Linked DNA regions of Sus scrofa: region 2 is linked to region 1. The links are chromatin contacts, called in public promoter capture Hi-C maps. All regions are on one chromosome and are shown on one strand. Each heading gives the region's core, a stretch centred on a gene start, on an enhancer-like site or on the middle of the called end of the contact. The rest is flanking DNA. Distances are from core to core; before and after follow the strand shown. Region 1 holds the start of NAA20 (N-alpha-acetyltransferase 20). Region 2 holds the start of CRNKL1 (crooked neck-like protein 1).

Region 1 (6,666 bases), core at 1,382-3,881:
TCCCACCCCAACCCACCCACCTGAAGCATCTGTACCCACCCTCCATGTGCTCTCCTGTACTAGGACTGGGGCACTGGTGGGCAGGTCCCATAGCCCTGCTCCCAGAAAGACATGTACACGTGTGCTGCATGCTTGGCCACCCACTATGGCTCACAGCTGCATGCTCCTGAAATGCTGCCCCAGCTCGGCCCCACCTCACTGGGCCTCAGCTCCTTTAACACATGATGCCCTGGAGCGCCAACCTGGAGCCTTTTTTTCCTACCCACATTCATTCCATTACTGATGTCCCCTAGCCGCCTGGTTTTAATACCATCTACGTAGTGTTGGCCCCCAAATTTCTATCTTTAGCACAGAACTAAACATGAGACTCTCCTGCCCAGATGCCCACCTGACTTCTCCACCTGGTACCAAGTGCACTTGGCAGAGGCCCATGTCCTATGCTGGTCTCTTCAAGGTCCAGCCCTTTGATCCAACCTCGTGACCTCACACCCCCACACTCACCCCTGCAGCCACACTGGCCACCCGCCGCAGCCTCCTGTCTGAAACAGCAGTCTGTGCACTAGCTATGCCCTCTGCCTCGAAGTACCCATCCCTCTGCTCCTCTCTCCCCCAATGGTCTTTCCGCAGTGACCCCTTCCCTGAACACCTTACCAGAAGTCAAATCCCCATTCACTTCCTATCTCCCTTTCCTGCTCTCATTTTTCCCTTTGTACTGAGCACTAAGTTCTACATGCTGTATTTTCTCACCTTGTTTTCCCCTCTAAAAGGTAAACTCCAGAAAGATAATTTTTTTCCCCTGTTCTGTTCACTGCTATGTCTTCAGCACTGGTGCACAGCAGGCATAAGATATTTTTCCAAGAATACAACATTTGTTAAATTAACTGCAATGTTTCCACATCCATTGCTTCTTTCACACCCTGAGTGATCCAAGGAGTTCTTGATAGAAGTGCACTAAAGTGAGAATTAGGAGAAAATGAGGAGGACAAGGAGTCTCCCTATTGGCATATTCTGAAGAGCCCTTAATGAGCTAGGTGATTCTCTGAAATCAGATATTTTGTTATAAATAAATGATCCTGCATATTTTCTTTCTACTCTATTCCTTTTCATATATAAGCACTGGCCCTTCTTAGGTCTTCAGTTAGGACTGATTCTCCCAGAAGCTTTGCCTCTACTCCTGAAACTTCCAGGCAACTGGCACCTCCCAGGCCTGCACTTCCCAAACCCAAGCCTCTGTCAAGCCACCATTACCAAAGCGTCTTAAAAGGCTTACCTGCTAGTATGCCTCCTCTTACTGCCTCTCACTCCTCACACCGCCTCCCGCTCCTCACAGCTTGTGGTGGGGAGCTCAGGCTCCAGAGCGGTGCTCTTCACACAACTAAGAATGTGCATTTCCAAAAAGTTCCCCGGTGGTCAGGGACCTCGCTAAGCAGCACAGCCCTGGAGTCAAATGTCCTTAAATTTGACTCCTTGCTTCCTGCCGGCAGGAAGGCTCTCCCACCAGGGGCAATTCACACTCAGTACTTTAGTTAATTCACACCAGATGGGATAAGAAGCGCATCCACACACAGCGAGACCTCAACACAGCCTCAGTTACGCTCCTCCGACTGGGAGAGGCCCCGGAGAAAATCCCCAACAATGGGGCAGACCAGTCTCACCAGTTTCTCTGACCTCCGAATTACAGAACCGGCTACTACAGTCCCTCACCTGAGAGGTGTTGGCCATTCCTGAGGCTCTCACCTCCACACCTGCGTCCTTCTCCAAAACCTCCCTCCTCACCACCATCAACACTTACACACCTTCCAAGGCTCAGCTACTTTTTGAATGTTTCTAGCTACCTCGTCTCGAGTTCTTTCCATGCTCCTGACACTTGAATCTGAACTACTTGGTCCTTAGTTTTCACGTGACTACCAGAGTATCTTTAAAGTGGATGTGGGATTGGTGGATGCGTGGATGGATGGATGACGCCAGTGTAGCACTGTAAACGATAGAGTCGGCTTATGAGTCTACAGTCAACTTCTTAAGTGTTCAGAAATTTTCATAATAAAACGTTTGGGAAAAAAAAGGCATGTACAAGTCCCACACCCCGACTTAAGTCGGACGCAAGGAAGTGCGCACCGTGGGCCTTGCCGCCCCCGACTCCCCCGCAGGAAGCGCAGCGACAGTAACGAAACGCACGAAACTGCCACTCCGCAAGAACACAAGTGGACCTCCTCCTCCAAGCTGGGCGGCACCGCGCGGGTCCCCGGCACCGAGAGGACGCCGACCGGAGACGCGGGACCGGTCCGCGCCCCCTGCCCGACGGCCCCGTGAGGCGCCGGGACTGCACGCGTTGGGCTGCTGTGGGACGTCCGCGCCCGGCCAAGGTCAGCGGGGCGTCAGCACGTCCGTTCGGCCCGGCCTCCTCCCTACCCCGACCCCGCGGCCCCGGGGACGCAACGGCGGCAGCATGGCCATGGTCAGGGAGCGCGGCCACTCACATATTGTTGAAGCGGAACAGGTCGTCGCACGTGAAAGCCCGGAGAGTGGTCATCCCGTCGCAGCCGCAGGAGCCGGCCCTCCGCGACCCCGCGCACTCCCCGCCGGAAGTCGTTCCGCGCGCGGCCGCCGCGGGGCGGAGCGCAGAACTGCTTCCGGGCCAAGAGTTGCTCAGCAACGGTGGAGGCGACGCAGCTCCCTCTGGTGGCCAGAGTCGGGAACTCCTGGGGAGTCTCCGGGTCTTTTTCAGAACTTCACAACCGCTCGTTGGGAGTGACTGGGGAAGCGGGCAGGGGGATCCCCCAGGAAGGAGCAGAGACTCTGGAGTTAGGAAACCAAAGCGGTAAGATTAGACAGTGAGTCCAAAGAGGAATCTAAACTGCACAAGGCCATCGGGAATGCTGAAACGTATTTACAAGTAGATGTAAGTCGGTGTACACAAAGCAGCAATCCAGTGCATCTCCTCCTGGACACGCACGATGCATGTGCGTTTCAGTGGTCAAGAATCATTTTTATTACTACCCATTTTCTGCAGTTTACAGAGTTAACCGGGATGGATGTAGCTGGCAGGATCAAAACTGAATAGATTACAGAGCATCAGAGAAATAAGGATACCAGGAGTTCCAGTCGTGGCGCAGCAGAAACGAATCTGACTAGGAACCATGAGGTTGCCGGTTAGATCCCTGGTCTCGCTCAGTGGGTTCAGGATCCGGCAGTGCCTTGAGCTGTGGTGTAGGTCGCAGACGCGGCTTGGATCAGGCGCTGCTGCGGTTGTGGTGTAGACCGGCAGCTGTAGCTCAGATTAGACCCCTAGCTTGGGAACCTCCGGATGCCGCGGGTGTGGCCCTGAAAAGGCAAAAAAAAAGAAAGAAAGAAAAAAAAGATCACACACACACACATATAAAACCTCACATCATATATGGTAAATACGTTTTCAACTTTTTTGTTGTTGTTGTCTTTTTGTCTTTTGGGGGCTGCTCCCGTGGCACATGAAGGTGCCCAGACTAGGGGTCCAATCGGAACTGTAGCCGCCAGTCTACGCCACAACAACTCCGGATCCGAGCCGTATCTTGAACCTACACCACAACTCACGGCAACACTGGATCCTAGACCCACCCACCGAGCGAGGCCAGGGATAGAACCCAGGTCCTCATGGATTCTAGTCGGGTTTGCTAACCACTGAGCTACGACGGGAACTCCACGTTTTCAACATCTTAATCAAAATCGTTGAGGTTGAAGTCATATTTTTTATTAGAATTTTCCATTTAGGGCACTGTTGTCTCTTTGTAATTTAAAGATATAATGCTCTTTGTCTCCTCTGTCTTCCTCTCTTGATTATGTTTCTTGTATTATTGTGACTTTTTTAGAATTTATATATACATCTGTGTTACAAATATGCATCCTCCAGTTAAGTCTGTAATTCAAGGGATGTAATACTTGCTGCCACTTTTTTATTACAATTTTCTCATTCCCTTTGTTTTGATTCATTTATGGGTTGGTTGGATTTCATTACAGTGTTTTTTTGTTTGTTTGTTTTCTGCTTTCCTTTGCTTTGTTTTCCAGGGGCCCCATGGGGCTGATGCTCTGTCTTCAGAGCTCCTTAGTCTGTGAGAGATGTCGAGTTAGAATATTGGCTGGATATTCATGGATCTCATATCCTCCCACCCCCGAACTTTGTAAACATCATTATTCTTTTGTCTTCCGGTGTTTAAAGTTTCTGGGGGAGAAGAGTAAGTCCAGCATGAGTTTTGTTTTCCCTTTTATGGGTGACTAAGTTTTTGTATTAGAAGTGAGATTAGAAATAAAACATTCTTAACAGTGCATATGTTTTAAACCTAGTGCATCTTTGACAATTTCAGCAGTTTAACACAGAAATTTACAAAAACAAAACAAAAATCAGGAGTTCCCGTTGTGGCTCAGTGGTTAACGAATCCGACTAGGAACCATGAGGTTTCGGGTTTGATCCCTGGCCTTGCTAAGTGGGTTAAGGATCCGGCGTTGCCGTGAGCTGTGGTGTAGGTCGCAGACGCAGCTCGGATCCCGAGTTGCTGTGGCTCTGGTGTAGTCCGGTGGCTACAGCTCTGATTTCGACCCCTAGCCTGGGAACCTCCATATGCCCCGAGAGCAGCCCAAGAAATGACACCAAAAAAAAAAAAAAAAAAAAAATCAAAGCTGAATTACTCCTACATAGCCAGTGGGAATGTCAGATGGTACAGCCTCTCTGGAAAAGAGTTTGTTTCCTTAAAAACTAAATACGCAGCTACCATTTAGCGCAGCAATTGCACTCCTGGGCATTTAATCCAGAGAAATGAAAACTATGTTCGCACAAAAACCTGTACACAGATAGTTAAGCCAGTGCCAAAATTCTATAAACTGTGTGATTCCATTTATATGCCATTCTGGAAAGGAGAGAATTATGGGAACAGAAAACATCATGTATTGCCAGGGGAAGGGGTTGGGAAGCAGAAAAGAAAGTTTAGTTCAGGACTGATCACAATGGTGGCTCCATTACTGAACAGACCTGTCAGAATTCATAGCTCATAACTGCAGAGGGTGAATTTTACTGTATGTAGCTTATACCGTAAATATACCTGACTCTGGAGTTCCCTGGTGGCCTAGCGGTTAAGGATCCGGTGTTGTCACTGCTGGGGTCACTACTGTGGCTTGAGTTCAACCCCTGGCCTGGGAGCTTCCACACCCCATGAGGTATGGCCAAATAAATAAATAAACAAACCTGACTTTAAAAAAAAAATCACTCTAGTTTCCATTATTGTCCCCAGCATCTCTGTAACTGTAAGAAGCACAAACTACCTTCAGCGCCTTGGAGACCCCCAGTTCCTTAGGCTCCTGGGGTGCATGGTTATTGCTTTCTGTTTCAAGGCATTCAATCTTATTTTGAAGCTGCAGATAAACAGCGTCCCTGTCCTGGCTGCTCCTTTTCCTCTGTTAAAGATGACTCATAGAACCTCTCATTGATTATTTGACATTGTGTACTTCCTTTTACTGCGTAGTTGGAAAAAGCGACAGGCTTTTTACCACATTTTATCACAAAACATTTTGCTGCTCCTTGAGACAAAACAGCATGTGCTCTTCTGTAAATCGTGCTGACCTGGCTCTCAGCCATCATGGCAAATTTCCACACTTAAACTTGCAAACAACCTAGCGTGTCATCTGTTGTTGTTCCATGTCTTTTCCTTCAGATCACGAGGAAAAGACAAAGTGCACAGTAAATATATATTTTGATGAGTCCTCAGCAGTGCACTTGACAATGAAACAGCTTGGATGGGGAGTAGCCTTCGGATAAAACATTTATTTTACGTATTTATTTTTTCGGCCGTGTCTTTGGCATGTGGAAGTTCCAGGGCCAGAGATGGAACCTGTGCCACAGCTGTAACCAGAACCATAGCAGTGACAACGCTGGATCCTTAATGTACAGCTGAGCCACAAGGGAACTCCAAAAAATTTTTTTTTCAACTTTATGATGTTTATTTTTTCCATTATAGGTAATTTTACAGTGTTCTGTCAATTTCTACTGTACAGCAAAATGATCCAGTCTATATATATATTCTTTTTCTCACATTATCTTCCATCATGTTCCATCACAAGTAATTAGATATAGTTACCTATGCTATACAGCAGGATTTGATTGCTTATCCACTTCAAATGCAATAGTTTGCATCCATTAACCCCAGATTCCCAGTCCATCCCACTCCCTCCCCCCAAAATTATTTTTTAATAAAATAACTGGGTTAGGAGTTCCTGTTGTGGCTCAGTGGGTTAAAAAACCGACTAGTTTCCATGAGGATGTGGGTTTGATCCCTGGCCTCGCTCAGTGAGTTAAAGATCCAGCTTCGCCCCAAGCTGCGGTATAAGTGGAAGATTTGGCTTGGATCCAGCATTGCTGTGGCTGTGGTGTAGCCCTCAGCTGCAACTCCACTTCGACCCCTAGCCTAAGAACTTCCATATGCCTCAGGGGCAGCCCTAAAAAGAAAAATAAATAAAATAACTGGGTCAGATAGATGCATTGACTCCAGCCATCAGTGTAAGCAATAATTTTTAGTTTTGTTAACTAGCTTGTACAGAAACGCCATTCCTATTAAAAGCTGACTCTAACGTTTCCATTAAATAAAGCAGGCTGCGCTGCATACATGAGCGCCCTACTGCCTCACTGAAATGAGACTAAAGAGAATA
Region 2 (6,666 bases), core at 2,143-4,642, 42 kb before region 1:
TCTCTCTTTTTCCTCTCTTCCTTTTCCCTAAGGAAAAACATCTGATTAATGTTCTTGGCCAGTAAGCTCCAACACAGGAAAGTTAATTTTTGCCATTGCACAGACTTTAAGAGCAGTATGGGATTATTAATAACCATTTCTCTCCATGGTACAATGTAAAGTCTATAATGTCTTGTTTATCACATTACCTAGAATGGTGTAATGCCTTTATTGAAGAATCAATGAGATGTAACAAATTGTGAGGACATATTTTATATAGTTACACTGTTTTTTAACCAACTTAGCATTTTATATTTTACTTATTTTCAGAGGGTGTATTATTTTTGTTATTCTTACATTAAGTTATTCTTTTTATTATGCTATATAAAATACTTAACGATATATAAGGCTTTCTTCTTTATAAATTTTAGTTGCATAATACACACAATTTTAATATAATGCTAATTTCTAAAGAAAAACTGAAATGTAATAGATAATACTAAATAGTAAAGATGAAAGCCATACAAAATGGGATAAAGTATAGAATAAATTTCCTATTTGTCTCAGTATATTTTCCATTCAACTTCTCCAAAAAGAGTCGTTTAATATGTTTCTTAAGATCCATGATATAATAATCTGTGTGAATGTAATTTAAATATATGTATTTTATTTTGTAAAAAAAAATTTAAAGAACAGGCATTCTTCCTAAACCATGCAAACCAATCACTAGATATTATTGAACATGAAAAGAAAATTGTATACAGTGATGAATATATTTGCTTTAGAATTAGTTAACTAGCTAGTTACTTACAATTATAAAAGAGCTATGAAGATACAGCTGAAGGGTAAGATTTCAAATGTTCTTTAATTACTGTATGATAGATAGTTTCTTACCACTATGCACTCAGAATTGTCAATTCAAACTGTTTCCAATTTGAATTCTATCAAGTTTTCTTAATTAGTTTCTAACAAGATTTGCTTCATTAATGGAGTTTTTATTATTGTTGTAATTAAAAATAATTATGGGAAAAAAATGTAAAAAAAAAAAAAAGAGCAATATGGGGCATTCCCAGCCCCTGGAGGGCTGGCCCAGGGCACGCCCACTGGTTCTCTCCTCCAAATGTAACTGCTGTGTGGACTTCTGTCACACAGACACTCTTTGCCATTTTTTAGGCATCAGAAAAATAGAATTATACAGTGTGTATGGTCTTTTTTTAGGGCCGCACCTGCGGCATGTGGAGGTTCCCAGGCTAGGGGTCTAATCAGAGCTGTAGCCGCTGGCCTACATCACAGCCACAGCAATGCCAGATCCAAGCCATGTCTGGGATCTACACCACAGCTCACAGCAACGCCAGATCCTTAACCCACTGAGCGAGGCCAGGGATAGAATCCGCAACCTCATTGTTCCTTGTTGGATTCATTTCCAATGCACCATGATGGAAACTCCTATGGTCTTCTTTCAAAATACAGTATTGTATCACTTGGCTTTTTGTTGTCTAGATAGATACCTGCTCAAATTTCATGAAAACTGTACTCTAAAATTTTTTAATTATGGACACAAATTTGACTTTTATATAGTTGAGGGCATCATGAGATATTCTTTTAGTTTTCTCTCAATTGTTTAAAAATGTTTTTAAATGTGTTAGCTTGTGGGCCACATGAAAAGAGATAATGAGCTGAATTTGGCCAATGGGCTATAATTTCTGGATCACTAGAACAGTATTTTAGAAATGTAGAGGTAAAAATAATCATTAACCTGGAATTCTGTACCTAGATTAGTGATCATTAAAAAATGAAGGTGAAAAGAAAGACAATTCACTACAAGGACTGAAAAAAACTACCATTCAAATTACCTAGATGAAAGAACCAGTAAAAGATATATATCAGGAAGAAGAAAAAAAAATCAAAAGTGGACCGCAAGATGAAATCCTGGGGAAAGACAAGTAAATGAGCAGGTGTATATAAATAAACACGGATGAGAAGAAGAAAAGCAATAACGTTGATAAATTTTGCTTTTAAAAAACAGCTGAATTGAATCCACATACAATTAAATGGAAGGATGGCAATCAGAAAGAAAACATTCTAGGTGTTTGTGTCTTTGAGAGGCTGCTATAGATGATTAAACTTTGTCAAATCAATTGTGTATAGTTACAATCTGAAGAGAACTCAAGGGAAATATCTTTTTATTTTAATAGCTATTTCTTTCCTTAGGTGACTTCTATCACAGTTATATAAAATCTCAATTTATTTAAAATTTGAAAAGTGAGAAAACGTTCAATATTTAAATAATAATAAGATGTACAGAAACTATGGCAAACGTTTTTATATTGGTTACAGGTGACTTCAGTCTGGGAAATCAGCATAAAATTTCTTCTGCAAAGGTGGATGTGATCTGCATACATAAATACATAAATATATTTTCCAAACACCAAAAGAGGCTTTCAACTGTCAATCTTTTAAACAATGAGCTATCAAGCCATGACAAGACAGGGAGGAATCTAAAATGAATATTACCAAGTGAAAGAAACCAACCTGAAAAGACTACACACTATATAATTCTAATGATATGACAGTCTACAAAAGACTGCCATTGAAAAAAAATTAGTGGTTACAGGAAACAAAATGGGAAGGAGGGATGCATAGGCGGAGCACGGAAGATTTTTAGGGCAGTGAAAATGTTCTTTACCATTCCATAATGGTGGACAGATGGCACTGTATTATTTGTCAAATCCCACAGAATGCACAACATGACGAGTAAACCCTATGTAAACTATGAAGGTTGGTTGATGAAGATATGTCAACATAGGTTCCCTACGCTGGTGGTGGATATTGATAGTGCAGTGGCTGGAGTCCAGGGCAGGAGAAATAGGAATTTTCTGTACTTTGCATTCAATGTTCCTGTGAAACTAAGCCTGCTCTTAAAAAATAAATTCTATTTTTAAAAATTCTCTTAATCATTGGCACACACATATTAATTTTTGTTTCTGAAAGCAGTTCAAGAAATATTCCGACTAAAATTTACTGAGCACATTACTTATATTTTTCTTTTTAATCCTGGTGAAATAGATATTATCTGCGTCTTATAGTTAGGGACATCGGGGCTAAGAGAATTGATGAAATTAAGGCACAAAGAAAATTTAAATATGTTTATCTGACCACAAGATTGGCATATTTGCTATTACTCTGACGATTTATTTTCACTCTATTTCTATTATCTGGCTTTTAAAAACCTTCAGTTACTTTAAATTACAAGCCTTAAAGTTAAGTATTTAGTCACAACTAGCCAGAAACCAAGAGAGAGTAAATCTCAAAGACTACAAAGCCTAAAATGCACAGCGGCGTCGGGCCGCCTAGGAGCCTAGCAGCTCGCCGCTCGGCATGCCGGGAATAGCAGTTTTTCTGGCCAGCCTCTTTTTCCACGCCCTCGAGCGTATTGACCGGAGCCGGGTTCCTATCCCCTTGCCTGGCAACAGGGCTCCATAGATCCACCCATCCTCGGACGGGCATCCCAGTCCCGGAGACGACCTGTGGATGAGCGACCGGCGCCCTGCACTTTCCCCACGTCCCTACCGGGAGCCAGCACTATCCAACTCACCTGCAACTCCAGCCGCCGTGCTCCGCCCACGGCTCCTAGGAGGACGCGCAGACCGTTACCACAGAAACGACGTTGCCTCCGTCACGGCGCCGTCGGGAGGTCAAACGTCCCCCAGCCACTTCCGCTTCCGGTTCCGGGATCCCGATTGTTTTCGGAAATCCCTGAAGTGTAGGCGAGCGTTCCCGGTTGGTTTGTGGGGTCCCGGGCTTGCCCGAGGTCTGACGCTGCAGCCATGGCGGCCTCCACCGCGGCCGGGAAGCAGAGGATCCCGAAAGTGGCCAAGGTAGGCGGCGGCGCGAGCCTTGAGGGAGGAGGCCCGGGAAGGGGGTTGGCCTGGCCTCCGCGGTTCCCGGGGCGGGAGGCGTGTGGTCCAGGGAGCCGGCCAGCCCCATGTGGGGCCGCGGGAGAGCTGGAGGGGAAGGGTCAGCGGATGGGGGGCGCACCCGCGTTTGCGTGGCCATCGTCTCGGAAGGCATTTTTGCGGTGGGAGGACTGGGGTCGTTCCACACAGACCAGCTGAGCCAGGTAGCGCGCTAGGCGCTGGGGAGCTCCAACGAGGGCGAGCAAGGAGCAGCTTTCAAATAAGATACAAGTGTAAAGTATCTTTACAAGTATACAACCTTGAATGCTGCTCAGGCCACGTGGAACATGCCGTGGCAAACTGGGCTTGTGTGAGGGGTCTCAGAGTAGACTGCTGAGAAGTGATACCTAAACCGACCCTTGAGGCGGAGTAGAAGTTGGCCAGCTGAGAGTGGATGGAATGAGAGTAGATGACAAGACCTGCGAGTTAGCATAATTTAAGAAGAAATCTGATTTTTCCTTCGGTGGCTAATACTTAGTGAGTGCTTAATATGTAAGAGGCTTTGTCCTAAGCCTTTACAGATACTCTCCCTCCAGTCTGTTTCTCCAGCCCAGGTGTCTTTCTTGAGCCTTTATCCACTTAGATGATGATTCTTTGAGATACCGCATATAAAGTGCATAGCACAGCATCTGGCACTTAATGTTCATTAGGTATGAGCTATCATTTTATTATAATCATCACTCTTCGCATGACACTGAACAATTATCAATTCAATTCCACAAACTTTTATTGGGCTCCCTGAGTTCAATATAATGTGAGCCCCATAGGTAATTTTTAAGTTTTCTCATAGCTACATTAAAAAGTGAAAACAGGTGACATTCATTCCCCCCACTAAATTTTTTAAATTTAACTAGTTGCAGGTGACATTAATTTTAATTATATATTTTATTTAACCAATCCAAGATATTGTCATTCCAACATGTAATGAATATAAAAAATTTAATTAGGTAGTTTATCCTTTTTTTCATACTAAATCTTCGAAATCCCATTATATTTTACCACTAGAAGCCATCCCATTTTGAACTCAACAAATGTGATTATGGCTACTGTGTTGGATCTAGGACTCTTATAGCCTAATAATGAGAACTTACTGAGTAAGTCTTTGGCTTGAAGTGCCATGAAAAATCAGTTGTAATTATCCACCTGGGACATTATCCTCTACCTGGGGCTTAAGTTGAAGAATTCTGTAAATAGAGGTTGAAATGCTAAATATAGCACACATCTTGATAAAACCTTTGGTGAGAATTTTATCTAGGCAGCCTCAGAGTTTACTATTATATTAATCTGAAAGGGAAAACTTGGTGCTTTTTTTTTTTTTGCTACCTTATATCTTGAGAGCTTTATCTGTGGTTTTGTGATAGATACTATGCATAAGATAGAAAACAGTATTTTTTAACTTAATTTTATGGAGAAATGGGAGCATGTCATGCAAAGGAGGGCATCTTGTAATAATGTTTATAAAGTTCACATCCTAAGAAATGTGTATTTGTTTCTTAAACCTTGTGTGAAGAGGTCTACTAAAAATAGAAATGTCTCGTCTTAAAGGTGAAAAACAAAGCCCCAGCTGAGGTACAGATAACTGCAGAACAACTGCTAAGAGAAGCTAAGGAAAGAGAACTTGAGCTTCTTCCACCTCCCCCTCAACAGAAGATCACAGATGAAGAGGAGTTAAATGATTACAAACTAAGGAAGAGGAAGGTGAGTCAATGTGATGTCTTTCAGTCTGTTGATATTGTTAAGAACAGGTCAGAAGTGGAAAAGTTCCTCACTGGTTAAGAGAGACTATAAGATAAGGTTAGTGTTTGTAGCCACATGAATAGCATGACTTCTGGTTACCAGGTGATTGCATTTTGCCTCGTTGTGCGTGTTAAGTGTAAAGAAATTAGATCCACCAGAGACAGATTTTTTTTAGTAGATCAAAGATGGGTGGAAGTTTAACAGGCACAACAACTGACAGCTGGAGGAGGGGTGAGCCTAGGGAGATTCTGTTCTCTTCTTCTGTCTGTACTGCCTTCTGTGTTAAGAAGTGAAACCTAGGAAAAAGCCCTAGGAAGACATGAGGATCTGAATTGACCTCTTCACCCTAGAATGTGGTTTGGTTTTTTTTTGGTCTTTTTGCTTTTTTTAGGGCTGCACCTGCAGTATATGGAGGTTCCCAGGCTAGGTGTGTAACCGCAGCTGAAGCCGCCGGCCTACTCCACAGCCACAGCAACACCAGATCCAAGCCGCATTTGCGACCTATACCACAGTTCATGGCAATGCCAGATCCTTAACCCACTGAGCTAGGCCAAGGATCAAACCTGAGTCCTCGTGGATGCTAGTCAGGTTCACTCACTGCTGAGCCACAATGGGAACTCCGGATGTGAGATTATTTTAAACCACTGATCCTGTTGTATCCACTTATGAAACTCAGTGAGTTATGTATGAAATTCTGAGACATTATCAAAAGGACTTAAATAGTGAAAAACATTTTCTTCTTAGGAACAAATGTAGAGAATATTAAAGTACCAGGTAGTTGTTTCAGGCAGTAAGAAAATAATTCTGCCGATTATTCTTTATATCAAAGGTTTCTTTCTTTCTTTGCATGTAGGACTTTAAAGAAACACTTGTGACTGTAACCTTCCTTAATGGGTTTTTTATTTCTTAAGGATTTGAGGATGTAATTTCTCCTAAACAACAAAATGAATAATTTTCCTAGTACAAAATTTAATAGACAAAACTTGATGTCATT

The links. Promoter capture Hi-C pulls out the DNA fragments that hold promoters and counts their contacts.
Region 2: a contact with region 1 is called in a promoter capture Hi-C map of liver, with 2.8 times the contacts expected there. The contact joins the promoter of CRNKL1 here to the promoter of NAA20 in region 1. A contact is called at or near these places in 1 of 5 promoter capture datasets (liver), 5 of 47 Hi-C or Micro-C datasets (epiblast stem cells, heart right ventricle, liver and 1 more) and 1 of 2 datasets of contacts at active chromatin or transcription factors (alveolar macrophages).

Annotation. Positions count from the first base shown.
Region 1 is chr17:28,066,117-28,072,782 of Sscrofa11.1, reverse strand. It overlaps NAA20 (N-alpha-acetyltransferase 20), which reads right to left and starts at 2,631. Exons shown (of 7, transcript XM_021077417.1): 1 at 2,478-2,631. The coding sequence starts at 2,530.
Region 2 is chr17:28,108,597-28,115,262 of Sscrofa11.1, reverse strand. It overlaps CRNKL1 (crooked neck-like protein 1), which reads left to right and starts at 3,392. Exons shown (of 14, transcript XM_021077415.1): 1 at 3,392-3,857; 2 at 5,481-5,633. The coding sequence starts at 3,807. It overlaps CFAP61 (cilia- and flagella-associated protein 61), which reads right to left and starts at 3,645. Exons shown (of 27, transcript XM_021077413.1): 1 at 3,575-3,645.